2 separate regions of the Rattus norvegicus genome follow, and region 1 is linked to region 2. Evidence: chromatin contacts called from public Hi-C data. All regions are on one chromosome and are shown on one strand. The core of a region is the stretch at or near the end of the contact, and the rest is flanking DNA. Distances in the headings are between cores, read along the strand shown.

Evidence for each region. Hi-C and Micro-C count contacts between places; a contact is called where the count stands out from the background.
Region 1: a Hi-C map of frontal cortex shows a contact between it and region 2, with 1.5 times the contacts expected there. The contact joins two enhancer-like sites. A contact is called at or near these places in 2 of 12 Hi-C or Micro-C datasets (the A7r5 cell line and frontal cortex).

What each region holds. Positions count from the first base shown.
Region 1 is chr3:39,534,261-39,541,065 of GRCr8, reverse strand. The region is part of intron 8 of Ttll11 (tubulin tyrosine ligase like11); the gene reads left to right. Among named protein-coding and RNA genes, the nearest start is that of Ttll11, 200 kb to the left of the region's middle. Within about 2 kb of position 5,350, at least 19 of the 93 cell types and tissues checked have an H3K27ac peak or open chromatin away from gene starts, as enhancers often do.
Region 2 is chr3:39,411,657-39,418,247 of GRCr8, reverse strand. It overlaps Dab2ip (DAB2 interacting protein), which reads right to left. Exons shown (of 16, transcript NM_138710.4): 3 at 3,931-4,064. Among named protein-coding and RNA genes, the nearest start is that of Dab2ip, 100 kb to the right of the region's middle. Within about 2 kb of position 3,812, at least 31 of the 93 cell types and tissues checked have an H3K27ac peak or open chromatin away from gene starts, as enhancers often do.

The DNA.
Region 1 (6,805 bases), core at 4,101-6,600, 120 kb before region 2:
ACCACGAGGGTGCAGCCAGCCCATCCTGCAGAGCACTGACTCAGAAATCCATCCGCTGTCGAGCACCGTGTTTGATAACAATGTTACCTGATACCACTTGGTGGCATTGCCTCCATGCCAAACGCTGCTGCATGCTTTGCGCGACACCAGCTACCGTTCTGGAGACAGGTCTGATTGCATCCATTGTACAGAGGGTAAAACTGAGGCTGAGAGGCAATGAATGGTAGACCTGGGCTTCCTGCCTCCTACCCATTATTGTGGCAGGGGTGGCAGGTAAGGGAGTAGCAAGATGTCAGCAGTCATCGAATCAAGCAGGTGAGCCTACTTCTGCTGGCAGGGCCTTCCAGCCTCCCTGTCCCGAGGACACGTTGGCAGGTTAATTACCGCATCGAGGACCGAGTGAGCCCACGTGGCAGGTGAGCTGCATTGTCGTCATATTTGCTGACACCCTCAGAAAGGGAAGAAGTGCTTGTTCCTCAGAGCTGGGTGTTGTCGCAGGAATCTGTGCAGGGGGCCAGATGAGTGGGTGGGGGTGGCAATGGAATTATTAAATATTGAAATTGATCAGGAGTTGCAGCAGGAAGCTATTTATCATGTCTATTGCTTCCGACCAACGTTACCATCTGGTCCATTGTTCATCCCGAATAGCTTTGCATGTTCTGTTTGCTTCTAAAATCGCTCTCTGTGAGTGGAAGGGAGAGGGAGGGTGACCACGATATCAAGTCTGCGAAGGGCTTCTGGGGTCCGCCAGGGTCTCTCTACTTTGCTGAGCAAGCCAATTAGATGAGAAATATTCTTATATTTAGCACAAGTGAAGCTGGGTCTGGGATCCCCAAACTTCTGCATTGTCTGTACCCAAAACAGTAGCTATAGGTCAAGTGGGATGTTTGGAGACTGTCTCGTGAGCGTGTGTAGTGTGGTTTCTTCTCGTAGCTTTGCAGATAATGACCCTGAGGTTCCAAGAGCAAAAGGGACTTCAGTTTCATAGCCAATGAGTGGTGGCAAAGGCAAGATTTGAACTAGGGCCTCGGCTACCCCGAGTACTGTCTCTAACCTAGAAGCGATGTCTGTTCCCTGAATGACCGGGGAGGGGACAGTGCTTGTGTGTCAGGAGTCAGAGGTGATGCAGAGGCAGGGGCTGTGCTAACAAGAACACTGCATGTTTCGAAGAGTTGAAAGAGAGGACTGTGCGACCCTCACAACAGAGAAATGACATGTTAACCTGACAGATACTAATCACCCAAACGTGATGTCATGCTCACACGTACTGAGCAGCACGCTGTGTCCCGTGAACATGTAAATATCATACATCAAGATCACTTCCATCTGAAAAGTCACCTCATCCAGCACAGAACCTACTGGAGGGGCACATCTGGAGTGTGTGAGCTGGAGATGTCCTTCCCAGCTCCCATCTCCCCGACCCTCTTCCCTGGACTTCATTTTCCTGTTTCCATTGTTGCCGGAAAGAAGTGGCTGGGGGCCTGGGAAATAGGTTGGGCTTTCAGGCCAGGGATGGAAGCTCCTCTGTGCGGGTGGAGATGGAACCCCTGTTATCTCCAGCAGCTGCCAGCTAGGCCATTATTGCCTTCCTCTCAAGGTTGCCCAGCACCCCTGATTCTGAGGGACAGCTAAAGCCAGCTGCCTGACAAGGGCCATCCGGCAGGCTCCCAGAGAGCGGCAGAAACCTGTGCTTAGCTGTGGTTCTTGCTTTTGCCAGAAAGCAGCAGAAATGCCAGAGTGTGAGTGAGTCCTTCTGTCTGTCCTCCCTCCCTTCTTCCCTGCCTCCCTCAGTTCCCTTCCTTCCCCTTTCCCCGTTCCCCCTCCTCCTCCCTCTTTCCCTCTCTCTTTCCCATCTGTCCGGCTCTGTGGTTCCTTCCCCTTCCCTTCCTCTTGTGAAGCAAGCAATCTTTAGGCTTTCTTCCGCTCCAGTTATATGCTGGCCAGCGTACTTCTGTATGTCCTGGTCTCTCTGTGTGTCTGTGTGTCCCTGTGAGCGCCTGTGTCTGTGTGTCCTGGCTAGTATTTAGTAAGTTGACAAATGACCCTAAGGATCCCACACACTCAAAACAGAGCGTTATGAGTGAGAGAACCACAGCCCATGGGAGCCCGGCCTCACGGACAGGGTCATTGTGAGATGCCAGCCCAGTGAGTGACACAGGGTCGCCCTCTATCCCAGCACCCACAGTGGGTGCCCAAGTCCTATCAGATCCTCTCTTTACCCCAGAGCCCACCCAGACTCAGTGAGACTGGGCTCAGTCCACATCTCTGGCACTTGAGGCTTGGGAACAAAGGTCCCCTACCTCAGGTGACCCAGCTACTGATGTGGAGGAGAAGAAAAGGAGTGCTGGAAACATGGCTTGGAAAAAGCCACTTTCTGTGAGGAGATATAATAATCCTCAAGCCATCTCTCTGTTGGGTGTCTGGTGTGTGGAAATGGCCTTAGCAATGTCTGTGAACACTGAGTCACCTCTGTCATGTCTATGCCCACCCTGCTCTTATCTGGCCTTCAGAGTAGGTATTAGCACCTGTGTACAGGTATGTGTTATGTAGTGTGTGTGTGTGTGTGTGTGTGCATGAGTGTGTGTGTTGTGTATTGGCTCTGTGTGTATGTTGTGTATTGGCTGTGTGTGTTATATATTATATATGTAGCGTGTGTGTGTGTGCATGTGTGTGTGTTCTGTATTGGTTGTGTATGTGTTATATATTGTATATGTAGCATGTGTGTGTGTTGTATATTGGCTGTGTGTTGTATATTGTATATGTAGCGCACGTGCACGTGTGTGTGTGTGTGTGTGTAGTGTGTGTGTGTGTGTATGTTGTATACTAGGTGGGCAGCTGGGGTGCTCTGTATGCACATGAACGTGGAGAGCAAAAGAGAACCTTGCTGTCATCCTTCAAGCCTACACCACCTTGATTTTCAGACCACTGTGTACCTGCATGTCTAGGGACAGGTTAGAATAAGCTGACCAGCAGGCCCCAGCTATCTGCCAATCTCTTCCTCCCTCACTGGGATCACAAGTGTATGCCACCTCCTGGTAGGTTGTTTGTTTGTTTGTTTGAGATGCATTCTGCAGGATCAAACTCAAAGATCTCCTGCTGGCAAAGCAAACATTTTACCTACTAAGCGATCACCCCAGTCCCCGTAATGAGCTATTTTTAGTAATAGAATAAACATCCAGAAGACTCTTCACCCCAAACAGAAGCTAAACCTTCACAGTAACATCCTCAAACATGTGGCTCCCCACCTTGGCTGGCTACCGTCCTTCCCCACCGAGGAGTCTGAGCCCTGGATTCTCCTCTGTAAATATTCTCTCTGAATGTCAAAGTCTGCTCGGGAGCTGGGTGGAACTTAGCAGTGTGCAGCTCACACTCTCCAGCTTGCCAGTGTAATTGTCTCTTTTTCTCCCCAAATGACGGATTTTAATTTCCAAGCTTAGAATTTCCAGCAGAATACAAAAGTCTCAGCCAGGCTGGGATGCCGCAGCCTTCTCCTCAGCCAGCACCAAGTGAAGAAGCATCCGTGGATGGAGATGCAATGATTTCACATCAACTGCACTCACAATTACAGACCCTGATGGCGGGCGCATCTCTGTGGTTAGAGAGGAGGGCAGCATGCAGATAGGGCAATAAAATGTGCCAACATCACTGGAGCCACAGTTCACCTGCATAGGAGCACTGGGTCCCAGCAGCTGGGCATCCACCCTCTAACACAATCTGTTTCCTGTTTAAGAACGTACTATGCCAGGGGTTGGGGATTTAACTCAGCAGTAGAGCGCTTGCCTAGCAAGCGCAAGGCCCTGGGTTTGGTCCCCAGCTCAAAAAAAAAAAAAAAAAAAAAAAAAAAAGAACGTACTATGCCAGGCCTAGCAGCACACACCTGAATCCCAGCCTGTGATAAACAGGGAAACCCTATCTTAATAAAATGTAATACATACATACATACATGCATGCAAACATACATACATATATACCCACACACACGCACACATACATGCACACACACATACATACACACACACATACATGCTCAGATACATGCACACATATACACATGTACACATACATATATGTACATGTGCACACATATATGCATACATACACACATATACACATACATGTACATGTGCACACATATACACATACATACATACATACACACACACACATACATGCACACCAGCAAAGGTGGTGTTAAAGGTCCTCCCTGAGTCTTAGAGGGGGAAATCTAAGAATGCACAGTTTAATAGCTGATGTTGTATGCTAGGGACCTTTTTATCAAATACACAATTTTCACCCCCTTCTGAGTCCCTGAGTGCACCCTTCAGGCAGCCCTGGGTGCGAGTGGCTATCGTTCTCCTTTTTTAGACCTATTTGTTTTATTTTATGTGTATGGATGTTTTGCCTGTGTATAGGTATGTACACCGTGTGTGTCCCTGGTTTCTGCAGAGGTCAGAACTGGGAATTGGCCCCCCTAAAACTGGAGCAAGTTACAGGTAGTGGAGAGCCGCCATGTGAAGGCTGGCGATCACACCTAGTCCTCTGCAGGAGCAGCAGGTGCTCTAAATCTCCGAGCCTTCTCTTCAGCCCTTGAGTGACAATCTACTCAGAGCCACTGGGCTACAGAGTCAAACAAATGGGGCATTCACCCTGGGCTTGATAACTTGCCAGCTAGGTGTCCCGGAGCAAGCTGCCTGACTTCCTCCAACCCTTGTTCAACGTCTGTGAAGTGAGCAGGATCCTGGTGCCTACCTCACATGCAAAAAAATATCACGGAACGAAGCTGCCAACCGGGTCTGCCTCTGTGCTCAGAAACTAACCCGCTGCCATTCAGACGTAGCGTGCCCCTCGGGAACCCTCTCCAAGGCGCCTGCTCCTTTCAGGCCCCTGAGGTGTTAGGGAGACAAGTAGGAAGAAAGGCTGCCCTAGAGTAGTCTGCTCAGAAGGGTGGGGCAGGCTGCCGTGGGTGTTTTCAATGGCTGACAAGAGTCCAGGCCTCTCACTTAGGTGGCCTCACACTGCCTTCTGCTCAGACAAGGAAGTCAGCCATGTTCCTGTCTGGCTCCCTGCGGCATTACACTTCTGGGGAGGGGGTACTCCCTCACTCTAGGCAGAGTGCCAGCCACCTCAGAGTTCTCCACCAGGGTCCTTGCCTGTCCCAGAGATCCCCCTCCTGTCATGCACAAAGCCAGGGCCCACCTCAGCGCCAGGCTATGCCGGGATCCCTCTTATCCACTCGTCACAGCTGGTGCATGTGGTTACGCAGCCTTCGTGCAGTACCTGCTGTCAGGTTAAACCAACCAGCTACAACTGCGGTTCTTGTGTCCTACCGAAGCCTACTGCTGTGCCTGGCGCATGGTTGATGCTCCACACACATGTGCAGCACGGACCAGACCCTGCCAGCCAGCCCATCCTGTGGGCGTCTGTAGCTCCCTGCCGTCTCTCACCAAATTTCCTCAGTCGACTTATGCAAATCATGTGACGCCTGGACTCTCTTCAGCTGGAACGCGATCCTACCGAAAAGCAGTTTAGCCGGTGATGTACTGAAATATTTAAAAGTATTTTTACTCGGCATGTTTAGCAAGACTTCCCTTATGCATATACATGGCTGCCCCACCCCTAGGCCAGAATCACAAAGCACCACCTGGAGGTATCCTGGGACCGGCCGCTTTCTTCAACCTTGAAGTTACCTCAACATCAGATGGCTCTCTCTGGATAGATGTCCAACAGACTCACAAAATAGCTAAATTATTCTTAATAAAAGCAAGGAGAATGCCAGCTTCCCCCGGCTCAGACGTGTGTCTTCAAGGCCTGCAGGACACCCAGTCATGTGTCCTGTTACCCACTGTCTCCGGCCTCCCTCATCCTCAGTCACCTAGGCAAAAAGGGAAACATTGCATCAGAGCACCAGAACTAGGCAGAAGGGAGAAAGCTGACTGCCTCTCACCACCTCCCTACGCCTTACACCCACTGCCTCTGGTTCCTCTGGGGACTGCCACCACAGCAGCGCTCAGCATCATGGGCCAAGCGACTGTCAGAGAGCGGAGCGCTGAGAGGAGTCACTTCTCTTCTGGGGGCCTCAGCCGCCTCTGCAACAGGGCCCCTGACATCTACCTGGGGATGGTGGTGTCTCATGTGTTTTTGTCCTCTTCCCAGCCACCTGGCATCACTCCCGTTAGAGGTGTGCTGTGAAAATGAGAATATGGATTCCAAGCTGTGAGCAGGATGCCCCATTCCCAGGAGGCTCCTTCCAGAGGAGGAAACTGAAGTTCCAAGAGGCGGAAAGTTGAGAAGCCTCTCATGGACAGAGATCACACACGCAGGCCATGGAGAACAGAGACCACTCACGTGGGCCATTGATGATGGCAAGAAGGAGCCTGAGTTCAGTTCCCAGACCCCGAAAGGCATGAGCACCAGTCCCACCCCACCCCCACACGTCCTCAGTGTGGGAGCTAGGATAGCAGTGTCTGCTGTGACAACAATCTGGTTCCTGGTCTTGGCAAAGGCCACTGGTGACAATGGCAGACATCTAGAAAGCACTCAACTATGAGGGCTCCTTTCCAAGCACCTCCTCATTTGTCACTTGCCAGTCCCAGAGAAGCCAGTGGAATGTTTGCACTGGTGTTACTGTGACAAATAAAAAATGTTCTCTGGCATGTGCCCAACTGTTCAAAGCTGGAGAAGAAGGGCCAGACAGCGGAGGAGCTGCCTCCCCAGACACCCAGTTACTCCATAGCGGCTTCTAGACCCACTAGGTCTAAGCAAAGATTCTGCCACGGGCCACACCCTAACCTGACCACAAGTCATC
Region 2 (6,591 bases), core at 2,563-5,062:
CAAGCCAAAGCTCACACACACACTCCTGGTATATCTCGGAGCTCTCCAATCTGCATCTCACAGTCACTATTCTTCACTGACCAGTTCAAAAGGAATGCAGACAGGGACCTGACCTCCCATTGCTGTGCTCAGCAGGACAGGAACCAGCAAAGCCCAGGCCTGGATGCCAGCCCTGAGACTATAAAGGCACAGCAACAGGACAGGCTCTGCCTTCCACCTCCTCTTCACCTAGCTTCCTGTTTCTTCCTCCAACGATGACCTCACCCCTGGAAATAGATTTCATATCTGCCTACTCAGGGCCAGTTGGGGATCCCTGTAAAAAACTCCACCCCCAGGGTTGGGGATTTAGCTCAGTGGTAGAGCGCTTGCCTAGCAAGCACAAGGCCCTGAGTTCGGTCCCCAGCTCCGGAAAAAAAAAAAAAAAAAAAAAAAAAAGAAAGAAAATGCAGGTTATGGTGCTTGCCACCAACCTGACAATTAAAAAAAAAAAAAAAACCCACCCCCAACTTCCAATTACCTGCCCCCCTCCCTGGTTCTACATACCTGGGAATCCCTCCGTGAGTAACTTTCAGATGTGGAAACTAAGGTCTGTACATTCCCTGGGGTGGACAGTGCAGCTCTAACTGCACACACACCGGCCTTGCCTAGCTGCACCTGACCATCTACACTTCCAAGCTAAGCCAAAGATAGTGGGGTGTGGAAGATGGGGCAGGAGGAGACATACTCACTGAATATGTAGGGCGCAGGAGAAGGGGGGATAAAGATGTCAACTGATCTCCTAGCTCAGAAGCATCAATGAATGAGCAAGGGACTTGATTCGGGGAAGGCAGAGCCACCGTATCTTTTATTGCTTTTACCAACATTAAAACCACCCTGTAAATGAAGCAACAACACTTCCAGCCAGCAAGAGGAAGTGCTCTGCCAGCAACCTGCTCACCTGGAAAGCGCTCTGGCCAGCACTCATCTCAGCTATCCAGGAGAAATGATTATCTGTCCCCAGTGCTTCCTGCCAAAGCCTCCAAAGGAGAAATTGGTGCCTGAGAGACCCGGAGATCATGGAGACCATTAGGAACCTCCCCTTGGAGCCATTTTCAGTAGAGCAAGTACAAAGGCTCAAACCTGTCCCATAGCCCTAAGCCCTCAAGTCCCTGCTGGCCTGACCCAAGCCTCAGGACCAAACAGTAGCAGCCCACACCTCGGGCAAACTTCCTTCCCAAGAATCCCAAAGATTCCAGCACAGAACCACCTGGTTTCCAGACTCTGGGTGGAGAATTCCAGAACAAAAAACTGACTTGTCCAACACAGCAAAGCAGAGCAGACGGACAACATGCATTAACACCTCTTTAGCAGTCATACAAACCACAGATTCACCCAGTTACACTGAAGGAACTGACCAGATAGCCCTAAACTGTCATCTACGTGGAAGGCCACTGGGATCAGGGCTCATACGTGCAACCCTGGAAGCCTCTATTCCCTTTCCCGCAGTCCTTGTCTCACATCCACTCCCTGCTTCGAGTCTCTGTATTTACCCCAGGACAGGCACAGGCGTGTGGGAGAGCCTGGAGAGGGGATTCAACCTCTCCTTGCTCTGTTCTTTCTACTGCACCTGGGCAGCACAACCCCCACACGAATAAGGAGGCACCTCTCCACTCACCCAGGTTTGACCGTGAAATGAGGGGGTGAGAGTAGGTTCACCACAGTTGATGTTACTCAACTTCCAAGAATAATGACTCCAGAAACTGCCCCAAAGAAACATCCACCCATTCACCCAACAGCAAATCGATTCCTGAACAAAGCAACAAACCAAGACCCCAGTCCTGAAAGCCCATTTTAGCTTCTAGACAGGGTAGGGGGATTCAAACCCAGTCTCCCTGAGTATTCAAGGGAAATCTGGGCTCCCTTCTGGTACCAGAGGCCACCAGGACAGATTGTTTACAGAAAATTTTAAAGACAATTCCACACCACTGCCAATGACATTCATCTCCTCTTGCTGCCTTTCACATTTTCCAGAAACGGATCTGTAGTTTCACTCTCTAACCGGACTAGATCTCCCCCTCCCCCTCCCCTTCCATGTAACAAGGCTAACCTGAGACCAGGCTGCACAGGATGTTTCCGAGGTCATCTTAGTGAAGCCCCACTCTGGCTAGATTGCTAGCCAAGCGCCTGCTGGCTTTTTGGTGCGGGCTTCCCAGCGGTAGAAGGTAAACACGACATGCATGCCGCTTGCTCTCAAGAGGGCAGACACACTCAGAGACCCGGGCTGCCTGCCGTCTCTCCTGCTCCCGGACAACCAACACATGCACACAAAATGGGGTACGTACACAAGCCCCCGCATGCGAGAACAGAGGGTCCGGACCCCTGCCAGGGAAAGCGCAGAGAAGGGCATGTTCTTGGGGGGAGACAGCCGGAGGTGGGGGCCGGAGGAGGGAGGAAGGCAGCAAACCGGGTAGCCTGCCGCCCAGACAGACAATAATAACAAAGATGGGAATGGAGATTTTCAAAGACGCAGTGGCTGCACCCAGCACCGAGCTCTGGCCTGGATGCATCTTCCTGCCAGGGAACGCCTGGTCCCCTGGGGCACCATAGCCATCAGTGAAAAGCTGGGGTGGCGGGGTGGGGGGGGTCCTGCCTTAGGCTGGGCTTAGCAGCCGGGGCAGGAAGCCAGGTGCAGACCGTGGTGGAGATGCACTGTAGAACAGCGCTGGGCTGATGGACAAGGAAGGTCTAGTGGTTCTAACTGGGATGTGGGAGGGGTGCTCTGGGAAAGGTGTTAGGTGTCAGTTAAACGTCACACCACCTTGGGCAGGAGTTAGGATAACTTGGGCTCCTTGCTTGCAGGAACCAAGGAGGAAAGGGAAGACATCATTCTACCTGTGCCCTTCCGCACAAGAAGTGCCAACTCGCCAACGGTAAAACGGACACGGACCCAGAAAGGCAGATGCCAGTAGCCTAAGATGCTGGGGCTGGATGCTGAAAAGGCTCCTGGGAGCCTACTGGCTCCTTCACCTCCACGACACGTTCTAACTGGCACAGAAATGCATCACTGTGCCTGTGCCTAAGTGGAAAGGTGCCTGTGGCTGACACGACTCAAGGAGAACCAGGGCCCCCAGAGGCTGTGCCCGCCCAGTGCCCCCGCACGGACAGGATGGCTTGCCCTTGCGAGCTGAAGCCTGCACGTTGCCATTGACTCCAGAGCAGGCTCAACAACCTCCTCCCCTCCCCTCCGCCCCACTAGCCACCTCCCCCTGGAATTTCCACACCTGCTCCCGGCTTGCCCAGAAGGAAGCAAGGAATAGGAGACACCCCCTGGGAGCGGGAGGTAAGGGCAGCTGCCCAGACTGTAGGGGGAAGGCCCATCTTCCCGGGTCTTAGGTGATGCCCATCAACCCAGAGCCTGGGCACTGTCTGCTTGGCTCACCCCAGCCCCCAGCGGAGCACGTGCCCTACTTAGCGCAGATGTGCCCCCTAAGCGGCCCAGCCCCCTGCTCCTCCCCTCCAGATGTTCACCCTTTTCCGCGCCACGAGCGCTACCGGCTCTGGGCAAAACCCAGCCGAAAATGCCTTTTGTATCGGACACCGAGGGACTCGGTAGGCCGGGAATGGGTCCTGAGGGTGGAGGCGCCACTTCCGTCCCTACCTCCAGGCACCGCACAGCCCGGGAAACAATGCCCACCTCGGCCAGACGAGGCAGGACCCCACATGCCCAAGAGGGCACTTGCCGCCCGGCCTCACCCCGGACCTCCAGCACCCTCCTAGCTGCAGCCGGTGAAGGCAACGAAGGCTGCAGCCCGAGTCCCATAGCCCGACGGGGGCCCAGTTCCCGGAGTTCCGGGAGGCCGGCGAGGCGTCACTCCCGCGGGAGCGTGCCCTGCCTGGGTCGGGCTTTGTCCCCGCGCCCTCGGGGCGCAGCCGGGGTGGCGGCGGGCTCACCTCTCATTGTCCGCGGCGGCGGTGGCTGCGCTCCGGAACCCCGGCAGGATGTGGCGGAAGCTGTGGTTGCGGTCCAGTTTGGGCTGGCTCTTGGTGCGCTTGATGGAGCCCTTGAGGCGGCGGCTGAGGAAGCCCTGCGCGCGGGGCGACAAGAGGGGGAAGGGGAGGCGGGGTTAGCGCGGCGGCGGCGGGCCGGGACCCGCACCCTCGCGGCCCACGGCGGGCCGGGCTCGGCCCCAGCAGCTCGCGGCCCGCGCCGCCGCCCGCCCGCCGACCGAGCGCCGACGGCCCGGCCCGCGCAGCGCGGCCCAGCCCACCCCGCGCCGCCCGCCGGCCGGCCCAGCCCGCCACGTCGCCCCCGCCCCTAAGCCGCCGTTGCCATGGCGACACTGAGCCGAGTGTCTCCGACCGTGGCCGAGGATGCCCGAGCCCCCCTACCCACCTCCTGGCGCCGAGAGGGCGGGGCGGCAGGGCTTCGGAGGGGCGGGGAACTTAGGGGGTGGTGATGAGTGGCTAGCGCCACCAGCAGCCCCTCACCTCACCTTCCTTCGCAACCAGGCCACACCCCCAACCTCCAGGAGGATTCCACACACCCCGCCCCGTCAGAGACTGACAGGAGTGGTTACTCAAATGAAGGAAAGTAAGGCTGGGAAAGCAGGTCCTCCAACAAGCCAGCGAGCCTCCTAGTAATCTGGCCATCTAGACCCCTAAGGCGGACAGACAATGGCTGGCTGTCAGGATGGAGGCTGAAACACTTGGACCCCCCAAAGCCAATCCCCATGGGTACAGGTTCCCCAGTTCCTCTCTTAAGGAGGGACCAAGGTGTGGAAGGGTTTGCTGAGTGCCTCCAATTTTGGGACACCCGACTCAGACCACTTATGGATTCACCAGCCAGTGCTGAGCTGAGGCTCCAGCTAAAAGCAGCATTCCCAACTCACCACACTCCACCCCACCCCAATCCAGAGCTTCTGGACAAATGAAGTGGCAGGTGACAAGCCAGGCCTCAGTACACCCAGGTTCGACCAGATGCCCTTTACAGATGATGAGTAAATGTGGGGCTCAAAGGGCCACAGCTGAGTCTTACTGGGAGAGCTGGTTAGTTTTATATAAACTTGGCACAAGTTAGTCATTTGAAACTCCCGACTAAGAAAATGCCTCCATTAGGATCCAGCTGTAGGACATTTTCTTATTTAAGGATTGATGTGTAGGGACACAACTATTGTAGGTGGGGCCACCCGTGGGCTGGTAGTCCTGAGTTCTGTAAGAAAGCAGGCTGAGCAAGCCATGTGGAGCAAGCCAGTAAGCAGCACCCCTCCTGGCCTCTGCTCCTGCTCCAGGTTCCCACCTTGTCTGAGTTCCTGTCCTGACTTCCTCCAACAATGGACTAAGGTATGGAAGTGTAAACTCAATCAACCCTTTCCTCATCATGTTCCTTTGTCATGGTTTTCCACATAGCCTTGGGAAAGTGGCTCAGACCCTGTGGGCACCTTGAGGGAGAAGAACTGAGAACTAGAACTCCCTGAGGAAGGCTTGTACAGAAGAGGTGCTGGAACCCAGCCACTCAGCTTGATTCTGGGTGACCAGAGGACAGACGTAAAGGAGTGTTATTTTGAAATCGTGTTGTCATTGTGATCTGAATTTTGAAGTTTTTCCATCATAGAAGGGGTGGGGCTGATAAGATTTCTTAGTTCAGAAGGTCAGGTGAACATTTGCTACAGCCCTAACCCTTGGACATGACAACCTCAAAAACTGGCTGAATAAATCCTCTTATATCACCAGCACACACAGAAAACACCAGAAAAACCTTATCTGCAAACCTTATTTGTAAAGAGGTTATCTTCCAAGGACACCCAGCTCCAAGAGCTACTGCCAGAGCTGTTCCCACAGGACACACCCTCTTTTACAATGCCCCAAGCTATCCCTCCTTCTGCCCTTTCCCCTCTACACTTCCTTCCTCCTCAACCTCTTCCTATCACCAGTCAGCATACCAGAAGTCCTCCTAAGCCAACTAAAATGCCACCTCACCCAAAGACCTTCCCAGGTAGTAGTGTCCAAATACACCACATCCAGGTTTCAAATGCAGTGGAGCTCAGTAAACACCTCTGGATTTAAGGGACCCTTCTCCAAAGACGTAACCCACAGGCAAGGCAATGCAGACTAAGGAAGGTTAAAGCTCCTAGGAGATGGCAGGCAGACAAGGACACCTCCATGTAAACCCTGGGCTCTCCCAACTCAGCCCTTCCTGAGGAGTCTCCCCAGTAGGCTTAGATTTTTTTTTCTTGGTTTTCATTTTCTGCACTGACGACACTGTATGGTACAAAGAACCACAAAGCCCATTTTACAGGTTGTTGAGCCCACTCATAGCAATATTGTCAGTTTGATCCTATTTCTGAGAGGAGGAGGAGGAAGAGGAAGAAGAGGAAGAGGAGGAGAACCACTCTCCCTCTAGAAGAATGGGTTGTACTCTTGCCACTTTCCACCATGTCTCCTCACAAGGCTCAAATACCAGGTGACAGACATTTGTAACTTCCTTTTGAAAAATCAATGCTACCTGCTACCTCCCCTGACCCAAGCTGCAATGACCTTGAAGATCAGTACTCCAAGAGCCCTGTACACTAGACAGTGGAACCACAACAGCCGTGGGCACTATGGGGTGACAGG